Linked DNA regions of Sus scrofa: region 1 is linked to region 2. The links are chromatin contacts, called in public HiChIP or PLAC-seq maps. All regions are on one chromosome and are shown on one strand. The core of a region is the stretch at or near the end of the contact, and the rest is flanking DNA. Distances in the headings are between cores, read along the strand shown.

Region 1 (7,011 bases), core at 551-3,050, 170 kb after region 2:
CCCAAACCTGCTTATCTAACGGGCCTGCTGTGAAGCTCAGTGAAATAATTCGTGAGAAGCACTCTGCAGCCCGTACGAGCAAACACACGGTGGCTTATTATGGCTTCTCAGAACCACAGTTTTCCAGTCATTTACATGTGTGTATGATTCTTCCAGTTTCTGTGTGTGTGTTTGGGAGGGGGGTGCTTCCCGAGCATTTCCCCCCACTTCTTTCTAGGGCATCTCAGGAAGCATTATTCAGAAGGGGGTGGGGCTGGACAGAGGACTCTTGCATTTTCTAAAGTGCCACTTTGCATTCCTTTCACCTCGGTCTTAATAATAAATAACTCTGACCGTGCGGCCAGGACCTGGGATGCTCTGCCCAGATGAATGCAAGAATGTGTCTCCAGCAGCCAGGGGTCCCATTCAGGGGGCTTGGTCAGTACCATTTCTCCAGCCATGAGAAAAGCCCTCTTGCTAAGCTATAGAAAAAAAAAAAATCTCCCTTGTGCTTTAATTCTGGAAGAAGCGGATTAGTGTGGCCATATTTAACCTTTGACCCTGACACAAAAGCATTATCAAAATTAGTTACCAAGAGGCTCTGTCTTCCTTTCCCTGCCCCCACGTCCCCCTTTGCTGAGGCCGGTTTAGGACCTTGGTAAAACTCTTCTGAGCAGGCGCAAAGGTTCAGAAGACCATTGTTGCCTTAGAGACATCCGGGCCCGGCGCTGGATCTCTGCGCTCTCGGGGTCCAAGGTGGGCTAAAGGGCAGGGCTGAGACTCTTGCACTAGAGTGGGGGTTAGAATTTATGGTCTGGAGTTAAAGACTCGCTTTTTCTCCTCTAGAACCAACCTAGTTTTTGGCTCTCTTGGAAACTGGACACTCTTCTGATGATGTATTGATTTTTAGGCCTACATTCACAGAACTTTTTTTTTTTTTTTTTTTTGCTTTTTAGGGCTGTACCCTCGGCATACGGAGGTTCCCAGGTTAGGGGTCCCATCAGAGCTACAGCTGCCGGCCTATGCCACAGCCACAGCCACATCAGGTCTGAGCCGCATCTGTGACCTACACCACAGTCCATGGCAATGCTAGATCCTTAACCCACTGAGCAAGGCCAGGGATCGAACCTGCAACCTCATGGTTCCTAGCTGGATTTGTTTCTGCTGCACCACTGCAGGAACTCCTCATCAGAACTTTTTGAATGTTTCCTTCCCTCTGGCTCCTGTATGATCTGAAAGTACCGGTTGATCTAAAGCATGGAATTTCAGCATTTTCCCCTTCTAGGCAGACATCCGTGGACTTGGAGGATAGAGTGGAGGGGGTATCTGGACTGAGTCATTTCTCTGGGTTTAAATCCCTCCCTGTCATTTAGTCCCCTGGCTGTTTGGACAGTTTATTTGAACTGAGCCCCAGTTTCCTCATCTGCAAAATGGGTGCAGTCGTGATAGTGCCCACCTCCCAGAGTTATTTTTGAAGATAGACACTAAGATTCGGGTGAACTGGTAGATTCTCCTAGAATGGCATGTGGCCCTTAAGAGCATCAGTGCACTCACCAAGTGCTTAGCGACGGTCATTCCTGTTGTCATCCGTGTCCTCACTGCTTCTTCACTACCGCCAGGTCCTGCCTGGCTCCCGCAGCCCTGCCCACACCCCTCCCTACCATCCCCAGCACCTTGGGCGTTTCTGGCTGACCTGCCCTCTTTCTGCCTCCTCTAGCTTAGCTTTCTTTGGAGTTATTTTCGGAATCCCCTCCCTCTTGGATGGGAGGCGGGTGGCTGAGGCCTGGCTTCATTTCATAGCAGAAGTCCAGCTTGGGAGGGAAAGCACTTTATAAGCTCGCGATGAAAGCTGTAAAACGAGATGGTCAGGGATCTGGCCGGGCCTGGTTCAGGATTACGGCGGCCCCTGGAATGCCGAGGGGGCCCCTCTTAAGAAGCCAGTGTCTATTTACAGTGTATCTCTCATAAACCCCAGCGCTGGGGCGAGGGCAGGGGACTTGCCCTCCTGGCATGTGATTGATTATCTGGTATTTATGCCATTGAGGACTTGTCAGCGGTTCAGGGTCAAAGGGTCATCTCACGTGTCTTGCCGCCAATCCGCCTTCTTTTGTACAGTGTGGACCGGGTGAGCCGTGCACAAAAACAGCTTTTTCTTTGCCTTGGGAAAAGGGGGAGGGGGAGTGTCAATGAAATTTTTTTTCAACCTTTTCTGAATGGTGTCCTTTTAATTCTAAAGAACTTTTAATTAAAAGTAGCAGGAAAATTCATCTTGAGAAGGTTTAACTTACCTTAACAGATACTTTTGTGTCCCGAGAAGCTAGGAGTGACTTTGAAAAAAAAAAAAAGAAGAAAGTAAGTAAGGGTTTTGGTTGGGTCTCTCGCCTTCCCCAGACCGCTTCCAGGATGCCTGGGGTTCCCTAGCACGCCCTGCCCAAGTGTGGCCCCAGCTTGGGAAAGCAAGAGGAAGAGAGGTGTAACGGCCCTAAATACCTGGGAACGGACTTCACTCCCTCTGGTCCAACGTCCTCCTGTTTTAAACGAAGAAACGGAGCCCAGGGTCACATAACTAGCTGGTCGTAGAATCGGGTTCTGTCCTCCTAATCCTCCTTCTGTTGCTCCTTTTAACACGTGGAGCTGTTTCTCGAAGTTTTGGAAGCCGAGTGAAGAGAACTTAATGTACTCTTGTTGCATTTATTTATTTATTTTATTCATTCATTTATTTATTTTTAGCGTTGCACCCGCAGCATATGAAAGTTCCAGGCTAGGGATCAAATCAGAGCTACAGCCGCCAGCCTACACCACAGCCACAGCAACACGGGAGCTGAGCCTCATCTTTGACCCACGCCACAGCTCGCAGCAACACTGGATCCTTAACCCACTGAGCGAGGCCAGGGATTGAACCCACGTCCTCACGGACATTCTGTCGGGTTCTTAACCTGCTGAGTCACAAGGGGAGTTCCCCTGCTGTTGCTTTTAAATCCTGGCTATGGGCAAAGGGGTCAGGGGACACTCCTAGGTCCCTTGGGCTGGAGGGACCCCCTGCTTTAGAACAGGCAGGGTGTGCCCACGTGGCACAGAGGAAATCACTCTGTGCCCCCGTCCTCCCAGAAATCTCCAGAGAGAGGGGCTCCGTGCTCTGCTTGGTAGAAAACGGCAGCACCTCTCCCTCAAAACCTGGTCCCTCTAATCTCAGCTGTCTTTCTGAGCAAGGGACTTGGTTTCCTCCTGCAGGAGCTCCGGAGTGGCCTGAGTGCACGCAGTCTCTCTGCCCATCTCGGGTGAGAGGATCATCCAGAGCTGGGTGTGGACACCTCATCCTGTGTGTGGCACTGCCCTCTAAAATCTTACCCAGGTGACTTCCCTGGTGATGCCCCAGGAGAGGGAAGGGAGACGTTGCTAGGACACTCACGCGAGCTTCTCAGCTCATAGAACAATGGAGGAAACCCAAGCAGAGAAATTCTTTGCCTAGAGTCAGTTATTTGTGGGAGTCATGTGAAACTCATGTTCATGTTTCCTGATTTTGTCCTTCCTGCGTCCCACTTTAAAAAATGCAATAGGGATTTCCCCGGTGGCTCAGTGGGTTAAAGATTTGGCAGTTGTCACTGCTGCACTGCAGGTTCAACCCCTGGCCCAGGAACTTCCACATGCCAAAAATTAAAAAAAAAAATTACCATTAAAAAAAAAATGCAATAGGGGGAGTTCTCGTTGTGGTTCAGCAGAAATGAATCCAACTAGTATCCATGAGGACTCAGGTTCGATCCCTGGCCCCACTCAGTGGGTTAAGGATCTGGTGTTGCTGTGGCTGTGGTGCAGGTCAGCGGCTATAGCTCCAGTTCGACTTCTAGCCTGGAAACTTCCATATGCCGTAGGTGCAGCCCTAAAAAGACGAAAAGTAAAAAATAAAATAAAAAGTGCAAGAGGGAGTTCCCACTGTGGTGTCATGGGTTAATGATCCAAGTTGTCTCTGGCGTGTTGAAGGTTCCATCCCCAGCCTGGTGCAGTGGGTTAAGGAGCTAGTGTTGCTGCAGCTGTAGCACAGGTGGCAGCTGGGGCTCAGATTCAGTCTCTGGCCCGGGAACTTCCATGTGCTGCAGGTTTGGCCAGGAAAATGGAAAAAAGAAAAAGAATAAAAAATTCAACATAGGAGTTTCCTTGTGGCACAGCAGGTCAAGGCTCTAGCATCGTTACTGCAGCGGCTCCAGTTACTGCTGTAGTGAGGGTTTGATCGCTAGTCCTGGAGCTTCAGCATGCTGTGGGTGCAGCCAGGAAAAAAAAAAATCCCTACTGAGAATTGTCTTCTCGGGAACTGCTTCAGACCTCTGAATTCTGTTCTAGTCCCTTCATTCCTCTGTAAGTTACATTGGTGAATGCCAGTTTGGGCTGATGGGGCTCTACCGTGAGGAGGATACTACAGTGTGTGAGGTCTGGTTCTTGCTCATGAGGAGAAATGAGCACTTAGCGAATCATTACAGAATTTCCAGGGTGCCATGCACTGTGCTAATGCTTAACCTCGATCATTTTGCATGGTCCTTATATCAGCTTTTCAAGGTGAACATTCTTGTTTCCAGATGAGGAAGACATGAAAAGCTTTCCTTGGGGTATGTACCTGGTAACCAGTATAACTCAAACTTACTGAACACCTGCTCCAGGCTAGGTAGTACTAAGCCTTTTAAAATACACGGTCTCGGAGTTCCTGTTGTGGTGCCACAGAAACGAATCCAACTAGTACCCCTGAGGATTTGGGTTCAATTCCTGGCTTTGCTCAGTGGGTTGGGGATCTGGCATTGCCGTGAGCTGTGGTGTAGGTCGAAGATCCAGCTCGGATCCAGCGTTGTTGTGGCTGTGGCAGAGGCTGGCAGCTGTAGCTCTGATTTGACTCCTAGCCTTGGAACTTCCACATGCTGCAGGTGTGGCCCTAAAAAGCAAACAAATAAAATAAAATGAATTAAAATAAAATAAATGATCTCCTTGGATCTACATTAAACCCTGTGAAGTAGGCATTGTTATCATCCTGGTTTTACAGAGTCTGAAACGGGCACAGAGGAGTTAGGTCATGTGCCTGAGGTCACACAGCCGTAGGAAGTGGCCAAGTCAGATTTGAGCCGCAGCGACTGACTGCGTTACCACCCTGCCTCTTTAGGTCTCAGAGCTGGGCTGGAACCTAGAGATTCCTGATGCTAATGCTTGTGATACTGTTTTTTTCCCACTATCCAAACATAAATTTACTGGGAGATCCTATAGATATATATAGACGCATATAAATCAACCAGGGACCAGCAAAAGGTCACTGTGTAATCAGATGCCAGCCTGGGTGGTGCATGGAGAGGAATTTAGAGGAGGAATGTGTTAACAAGGACATCCCCGCGTCGTCTGTGGATTCCTACGGGCATTGGGCCTTTCCATCTCCCATCCCCAGACCAATGCAGGGCCGGTACACCTTACCTCTTGGATAAATGCCGGTTCCATTACTAGGAATGATGTAGTGGGGAAGGTGGGCTTAAAATAAATTTGTTTTAGGAACTGATGTGACTAATAACCATCTCCCTGTCATTGCATGCTGCCCACATGCCAGGTACTCTGCTAGGTGTTTCAGTCATGCTGCACTTTAACCCTTGCAACACCCCAAGGCTGTTTTTATCTCCAGAGTACCTGGGGCAGAACAAAGGCTCTGTACCTTGTCTGAGAATTCAGAGTCTTCCCTTCTCCCTGTGCTGTCAAAATCCATTTCCTTTCCCAAGGCCGAGAAAAAGTCACGAGCAAGGGGGGAAATGAGCAGAAGTGAGTGAGGAAAGCTGCGGAGAGATTGCTCAGCTGACACAGGGGACCTGGGACGCCAGGGGGACGCGCGTGTCCTTTTTCTCTCTGCTCATGGTTGGGAGTTGCCGCTTTGATATAAGGATATCTGGATCTGTGAACTTCACTGTGTCCAGTTAATTGAATTTATAATTCAGCACCCAAATGCTGAAAAGAATTATCTTTTATGTTCCTTAATGAGTGCTATAAAAACAAGTGGCGAATCTAATTTTATGAATGATCCTTTATGACTTACCTGATAAGTAGTAGTTGTTCAACACAGAGGACGCATAACTCAGTCTGGGCCTCAGCTGGCAGCCTACAGTAAAAGCATGTTTTCAAGTGGCCGTCTTGCTCCTCCTGAGTGGCCTGGAAGTCAGTGGTCCCACTGCCTCCTCTAGTAGAGCACGAGGCCCAGGCTCCTCATTCGGGGGGATTGTGGAGAAGGGTCACCTGACTGGCCAGCCAAGAACTCTCACCTCTTAGAACTGGCTCCTACCAGGAAGGGGGAGGGAAGAACATGGCAGCTGATCCCCGTTTCTGCTGGAGGAAATGGGGTCCACCTGGATGTTGCCAGCTGTGCTGGGGAAGAGAATAGAAACACAGTGAAAATATACAGGGGATGTCAAAGAATTTCTTTTACCTTTGCCCTACAACCAAGACAATGAACTTCAAAAAAACAAACAAACAAAAAATGGAGGAGCTTCCGTCATGGCTCAGTGGTTAGCAAATCCGACTAGGAACCATGAGGTTGTGAGTTCGATCCCTGGCCTTGCTCAGTGGGTTAAGGATCTGGCGTTGCTGTGAGCTGTGGTGTAGGTTGCAGACGTGGCTTGGATCCCACGTTGCTCTGATTCGATCCCTAGCCTGGGAACCTCCATATGCCATGGGAGCGGCCCAAGAAGTGGCAAAAAGACAAAAAAAAAAAAAAAAAAAAAAAGGAGAAGAACCTTAGGTTAGACTCTGCTGATAACTTTTGAGTTGAAAAGATGTTCCCAAGAGAGACTGAGGTATCTCCATCTCTAGAATTGCTTCTCTGGAGTTCCTGTTGTGGCTCAGCGGATTAAGAACCTGACATAGTCTCCGTAAGGATGCGGGTTCAATCCCTGGCCTCCCTCAGTGGGTGAAGGATCCGGCGTTGCTGTGAGCTGTGGTGTAGGTCATAGACATGGCTCAGATCCATCATTGCTGTGGCTGTGGCGTAGGCCGGCAGCTGCAGCTCCAATTCAACCCTTGGCC
Region 2 (6,649 bases), core at 9-2,508:
CAAAATGTCAGCCTGACTTTGGATTGAGTCTCAAGATCATGAAAAGAAGACAGAAAAGTTAGACACGGAGGAGGGAGGAAAACAAACATGAGAACTTAGAAACCAGGGTGGGGGGAGCCGGGCAGAAGGCTGGGCTCTGAGGTGCCCGCCTATTCCGGCTGCAAACCAGTGAAACACCCCTGACCCTGGCAGCTTGGGAAGCTGGACGCCAAAGAGAAAAGTCTAAAAATAAGCCCTGGGTGAACCAGGGAGGTTCCAGGCCACCTGGGAGCCTGGTTTCGCTTTGTTGCCAACAGCTTGGATCCTCATTGTTACAGCAAAATATAAAGTTAGCTCAGGAGTTCCCGCTGTGGCTCGCCGGTCATGAACCCGACTAGTATCCACGAGGATGTGGGTTTGATCCCTGGCCTCGCTCAGTGTGTTCAAGTCCCAGTCTGTGTTCTGGACTAGTGCTGTCAGTTTCAGGTGGGTTAGGGATCTGGCATTGCCATGAGCTGTGGTGTAGGTCTCAGACGTGGCTTGGATCTGGCATGGCTGTGGCTGTGGTGTAGGCCAGCAACTGTAGCTCCCATTCAACCCCTAGCCTGGGAAACTCCAGATGCCTCAGGTTCAGCCCTAAAAAGCAAAAAAAAAAAAAAAAAAGTTCAAAGGCTAGAGTCACACTTAGCCAGGTGATGAAGTCACATTGCCCAGGCTGAGTGTAGGAGGGAACCTTCCCCACACAGAGCTGTCACTGCAGAGAATGTGAGAAGGGGCCCTGGGAGGCCCTGACTGCTGGCTTGATTGCTCTCACCTCCTAGGTCGGGTACCTTCTGGCCACCAGCGGAGACTGGGTTCACATCAGCGTTACTCCAGATCTGGAACATCTTGTGTGTAAGTGGCCTTGGAGTTAGGCTTGGAAGGGTAAATGATTTTGCCCAGACAGACAGGGAGGGGGGCCCCAGGGCAGAAGACACAGCCTGCCTAAAGCCTCAGAAGCGTGACAAGACTTTGGAGACAGAATGCTGCCAATGTGTAAAGTGTCGTAAAGAACAGCCATGTGTTTAGGCCTTAAAAAAATGTAGGCATGAGAAGGGGCACTGACGTGGGGGGAGTGACAGATCGATCCTTTAGAAAAATAATTTCAGTGGCCACTTGGAGGGCACGTTGCCAAGAAGTGGCTAGAGCTAGTTGGCAAAGCGAGTCAAATGCTTCCCGAGAGCAATCCACCATCTAGTCATGTTGATGATCTTTCTAAAAAAAGAAGTATCATATGACACGAGAGAAAAGGACAGAGAACTTGCAGAAAGCTCCAAGGAGCAGGGCCAGGACCAGGTGAGGCGAGCATGGGGCTGGGCTCTGAGATTTAACAAGGCATTTCTCCAAATCACCCCAGAACCCAGCAGTGATGCTTCCTTAAGCTCTGCACCTGCTTTCTGTGCCTCATCTGCCTCCCTCTGGAGCTGGGTCCGCTAAGGAGCCTGTTATCACTGGCGCCGTGTGTAGGTGGGCGCTCGCCATCTCTCCATGGGGGCAGGTATGGGAGCCAGGCAGCTTGGGTTCCTCTGAACAAGTTTAAATGCAGAGGCAAGAGCACCAACTGGATCCAGTTTTGACTTTAGACTCGACAATCTCAGCCACGTCGTTGAACCTTGGGTGCCTGGGTCCTCATTGATGAAATGGTAAAATGAGGGGAAAGTATTGGGGACAGTGCTGCCCGAACTCCAGGCATGGTCCCCCATCCCGCCTTCTCCCTGGCGGGCACAGAGAGTGGGGACATCATGTGGAGGTGTCTTTTGGAAGCCCTATCAGGAAAAAGAACTGTGCGATCGGCCCAGCTACCTCAGAGCCTGTGGAAGAACCTACTCCTGCTTCTTCCCCGGCTGTGAATTATCTAGGCCTGAACCGCTCATTCTCAACAACAGGCTGCCTGTTTGTTTAAAAAAGTCTTCCTGGGGAGAGAAAAAAAAAAAAAACCCAGCACATTTCTTGTTTTGCTCTTTCACTCTTGGAACAAATATTTCTTAGGAGCCTACTGTGTGCCAGCCTGGTCCTGGTGCTCCCAATACAACCTCCTGAAAGGGCCCAGGCCCCTGCCCTCAGGAAGCTTACCTTAAGTCGGAGGGAGCTGTAGGGAGGCTCTGGGGGTAGCCAGGAAATAAACAAGCAGTCCTATAAACAAAGGAGGCAATTTCCGGTACTAGCAAGTGCTATGAAAACAAAAATGCAGGGCAGAGGGCCCCCCAGGGGCAGGAGGCAGCTCCTGATAAGGCATCTGTAGGAAGGATTTCTCTGCAGAAGGGTTGTTTGAGTTCTTAAGGTAGAAACAAGTGTATGGTGGGATGGGAGGAAGGTTTTCGGGGGAGGGTGGGAGTCTGGGATCCATCAAGTGCCAAGGCCCTGAGGTGGGAACCAGCAACCTTGGGTTGGGGCATGATTTCTGAACGAGAGAGGAGAAAATGTGTTTCTAGACCTGATGCAAAGCAGCCTATCTGTATTTATATCTCTATCTAATGCTCCATCGCCCTCTCTGTACCAAGGACACCTTATTTGGGTCACAGTGGAACACTGACTGCACTACAGCTGCCCTGCCCCCTCCCCCTGCTCCTTCCTCTATGACCTGGCTAAGCTTCACCACTGATATCTGCTTTCCTCTCTAGAACCACAGACAGCCATCATCGACAGAAGAAGCACTTACCATTTCCTGCCCAGGCTGAAGCCCAGCTGCCCTCTTCTGGGTCGTCTGCTCCTGTGTGGAGGGAGACGGTGCCCGAACGCCTGGGTTCCTCCTGGTGGGAATCAGGGTTACGATGAAGAGAGACCATGTCCCTTCCACACACCTGCTTCATACCTTCTCTCCGTCCAAACGTGCTGGGACCGAGTTTCAGGGGGTGCGATGGAGTTCGCAGAGTGCTAAAGGATTTCATAGCTAGAGTCGTCGGCTTGGCAACAAGCCTAGTCCGATACTTTCATGTGATCCTCGAAAAACTGAGGCCCCGAGGAGGGGAAGCGACTTGCTCAGAGTCAGGCAGTAAGTTAGGGACAGGTCTTAAGGCTCTTCTCAAAGAACGGAGCAAGGACTTTAAAATGTTCAGAGACTGGAGTTCCCATTGTGGCTCAGTGGGTTAAGAACCTGACATAATATCCATGAGGATGTGGGTTCGATCCTTGACCGAGCTCGGTGGGTTAAGGATCTGGCATTGCCGTAGGCTGCAGTGTAGGTCATACCTGCACCTCCGACCTGGCATGGCTGTGGTGTAGGCTGGCAGCTGCAGCTCCGATTGGACTCCAAGCCTAGGACTTCCATGTGCCACAGGTGAGGCTGTAAAAAAAAGAAAAGGTCAGAGACAGGTTCCATGTAATAGCACCGTTCTTGCAGAGGAGGACTTAGAAACACGGAGAGGTTAAGTGACCTGCCCAGGGTTACACAGGAAGCATTTGTCCAAGCCGGCCTTGAATCCAGGTCTTCTGACTGGAAGTCAGTGTTCTTATAATTTCACCTTGCTCTCTCCAATCTGCCTAACAGAAAATCAGCAGGTAAACATTTCAGGATGTTCCAAGGAGATATTAGGGAAGAAAAAAATATCACCATCCTTCATGATTACTTTTTTCCCCTTTTTATTGAAGGCGCTCAATAGGCAGTAAACTCAAAAGAAGGAAAATTCTCTTTCTGGGAAGATAGGCTACACAGTCTTTGAAAAGAGCTTCCACACTGTCAAATATTGGTGCAGTTTATTTGAGTGCTTCTTGAAAGGAGCTCCTACAGAGTGAGACTTTAATAAACCAGAGAAATCCAAGTCTCGCCGTAGACTCTGCAGTCAATTTATAGTCTTTCTTGCTTTTCACCAAATTTCTCTTCCTGGTAGTATTTTTGGCATTTTAATTTTAGACATGGGTGAGGGAGTGGTACAGGATTTTTTTTTTTTTTAAACTGAAGTCTAACATATATATCTCATGCATCATATGTGATTGAACCTATCTGGGCCTCTCACACAGAGCATAGGCGATGGCCCTTAAAAGAAAAGGCTGGGCGGGGTGCAGGCCTCCTCAGCAGGCTTACCGGCCACTTTCCTCCTAAGGCAGAGGGGTATCCAGGAAAAAGGCGCTTTGGGGAATCCAATAGACCTAGTTTTATATCCCAGCTCTGTCCCTGACGAACGGCGGGATCGTGGCCAAACTCTTTAACTTCTTTGAGGCTGCAGAAACCTTAGGTATTCTCATGACATAGAGGAGGAAACTGAGACTTGAGTCAGGAAATGGGCCAAATTTCACATCACTTCTCGGGGACAATCTGGGTTTGAGACCCATGTAGTCTGATTCCAGAGCCCAGATGACGGGGCACACTGCTTCTTCTTCACAGGGTTGTCACCTGTACTAAACCCCAAAGGAACACAGTCATGGGTCGCCGATATAGGAATCATGACTATCAAAGAGCAGTAACAATGTGAAATTAAATTTAAATGAAATTAAATTTCAGAAAGGATATATTTGTGTGTACATATATGTATACGCACACATAGATTTAGCTAGAAAAGGCATCTCCAAATGTGTATCACATGCTTTTCATGGGCCGTACTTCTTACCATCACATGATTAGTATTGCTGGTTATGAGCTGCAGGAAAATCTCTGCCTCACTGCTCTCCAGTCCAACTAATTCTGACCCCAAATTTTCTTTTCCAGCTTCATCACCTTCTTGAGCTTGTTTTGCAAATGAAAGCTTCCCTCTATGGGCAAGATATGTCATAACCAAAGACTTTGAAAAGATGACCGCTACGAATCCTGGTGAAGTGGGAACTGCTGCTAATCTGACTTACATGTGAAGAAACTGAAACAAAGAGACTTTGAAGGTCATTTCATAAGATTTCCAAGAGGACTGAATGGCTTCAATGACATTCTCCTGATGGGCCCCCAAATGGCTCTGGTCCCAAGTCCTGGCTCTGACGGACTCTATGGCTTTAGGAACATTGCTCTGCTTCCTCTCTTGTAAAATGGTGAGATTGGACTAGATGATGGTTCATTTTGTTCTGTTTGTTTGCTTTTTTTTTTTTTTTTTGCTGAGGCATGCAGTGGCATGATGTGGGATCTCAGTTCCCAGACCAAGGATTAAATCTAGGCTACAGCAGTAAAAGTGCTGAATCCTAACTACTAGACTGCCAGGGAACTCCCACTAGATGATGTTCTAAATCCCTTTCAGACCTGAGTGTATCGGGCATTTTGAAGCAGGTAACCAGGGTTTGGTTGTCTAAGGTCTAGTATGCTCACAAAAAGTTAACTTCTTGCCTTTTAGTCATGCCTAATGCATATGAGTGGGTGGGAGAACGTGGCAGGACCTCATTTGGAAATAAATGCAACAGCTCCACCCATTCTTCATATCAATCCATGGGCTCATTTCCCCCTTCAGCCTAGAGAGTTCACAGGGTGTGAAAGGAAAAGGGGAGGCACCACCTTCTTACAACCAGCGCGTCCAGGGTCTTTTAACCACTTCCTGGGCTCCATTCGCTTGGTTCCTGCCATCTTACATTGGCACCATGAATATGTCTGTAAATTCTATCACTACAAAGGATGCTCTTTGGTAAAAAAAGCTCCTCCTCAACGCTTCTTTTTTTTTTTTTTTTTTGGTCTTTTCACCTTTTCTAGGGCTGCTCCCATGGCATATGGAGGTTCCCAGGCTTGGGGTCTAATCAGAACTGCAGCCACCAGCCTACACCAGAGCCACCGCAACAAGGGATCCGAGCCGTGTCTGAGATCTACACCGAAGCTCATGGCAACGCCGGATCCTTAACCCACTGAGCAAGATCAGGGATCGAACCTGCAACCTCATGGTTCCTAGTCGGATTCGTTAACCACTGAGCCACGACGGGAACTCCCGCTTCCTCTTCTATTTCCCCAGTGGGTCATGCTGGACAATTTCTTTTCATCATTTGCAGGGAATTGTGAAAACACACAGGCCATGGGAAAAGCCCATTCACAGACCTGCACTCTTGCTCCCTAGCAAGTGGCTGGGGGTCTCCATGTTCAATCCCCAAGAAACAGAGTTCCCCACCCCACCTACTTCTCCTACTTCCAATGGCCTGGTGGTTAGACTGGAAAAACTCAGTGGTTTACCATCCTGCCTCGGTTGGCCTCCTTCCCTGCTGCTGCTGAAGGGGACTCTGCCACCAAGAATGGAAATTGACCCAAAGGGGAGGAACGCATGGTAGCAATTCCAAGCTTGGCATTTGGAAGCCGGCTGCCTCCTCCTCTTAGTTGTGTGGCCAAAGGGAGGCTGCTTTCTCTCTCTGTCTTAGTTTCTTTAGCTATAAAATGGGAATAACAACTGTACCCACCTCAGGGATTATCTGGGGGAGTAAGGAAATGACCTGTGTCAAGGGTCAGGACCTTTGGTGATTAGCAGTGTTAATTACCTCGCAAGCCGTGTTTGATACATGTCAGGGCAAAAATAAACTGAAGGCATGACTTAAATTTGTTTAAGCCTATCAAATAATATTCATTCCACATAACCACCAGAGTTTTTCATCCTGTTGGCAGTCTTTCTAAGAGACTGCGGAAGGGGCTTTAACAAAATCAGAGGAAATGGAGAGGTCAGATTTGGGCTTTTTTGGTGACTCTGTTATCATTGCTCACACAAAGGTTCTGTGTGGTGCTCTTCCACCCAAATGCCCCCCTCCC

What was found. HiChIP or PLAC-seq counts read pairs in DNA pulled down with a chosen protein or histone mark.
Region 1: a contact with region 2 is called in an H3K27ac HiChIP or PLAC-seq map of skeletal muscle. The contact joins two enhancer-like sites. A contact is called at or near these places in 2 of 5 promoter capture datasets (liver and skeletal muscle), 2 of 47 Hi-C or Micro-C datasets (both in skeletal muscle) and 1 of 2 datasets of contacts at active chromatin or transcription factors (skeletal muscle).

The regions. Positions count from the first base shown.
Region 1 is chr9:41,790,666-41,797,676 of Sscrofa11.1, forward strand. The region is part of intron 4 of ZBTB16 (zinc finger and BTB domain-containing protein 16); the gene reads left to right. Among named protein-coding and RNA genes, the nearest start is that of NNMT, 77 kb to the right of the region's middle. Within about 2 kb of position 1,801, at least 5 of the 83 cell types and tissues checked have an H3K27ac peak or open chromatin away from gene starts, as enhancers often do. A contact at or near this core is called in skeletal muscle, where this site is marked.
Region 2 is chr9:41,621,768-41,628,416 of Sscrofa11.1, forward strand. No RefSeq gene overlaps it. Among named protein-coding and RNA genes, the nearest start is that of ZBTB16, 14 kb to the right of the region's middle. Within about 2 kb of position 1,259, at least 8 of the 83 cell types and tissues checked have an H3K27ac peak or open chromatin away from gene starts, as enhancers often do. A contact at or near this core is called in skeletal muscle, where this site is marked.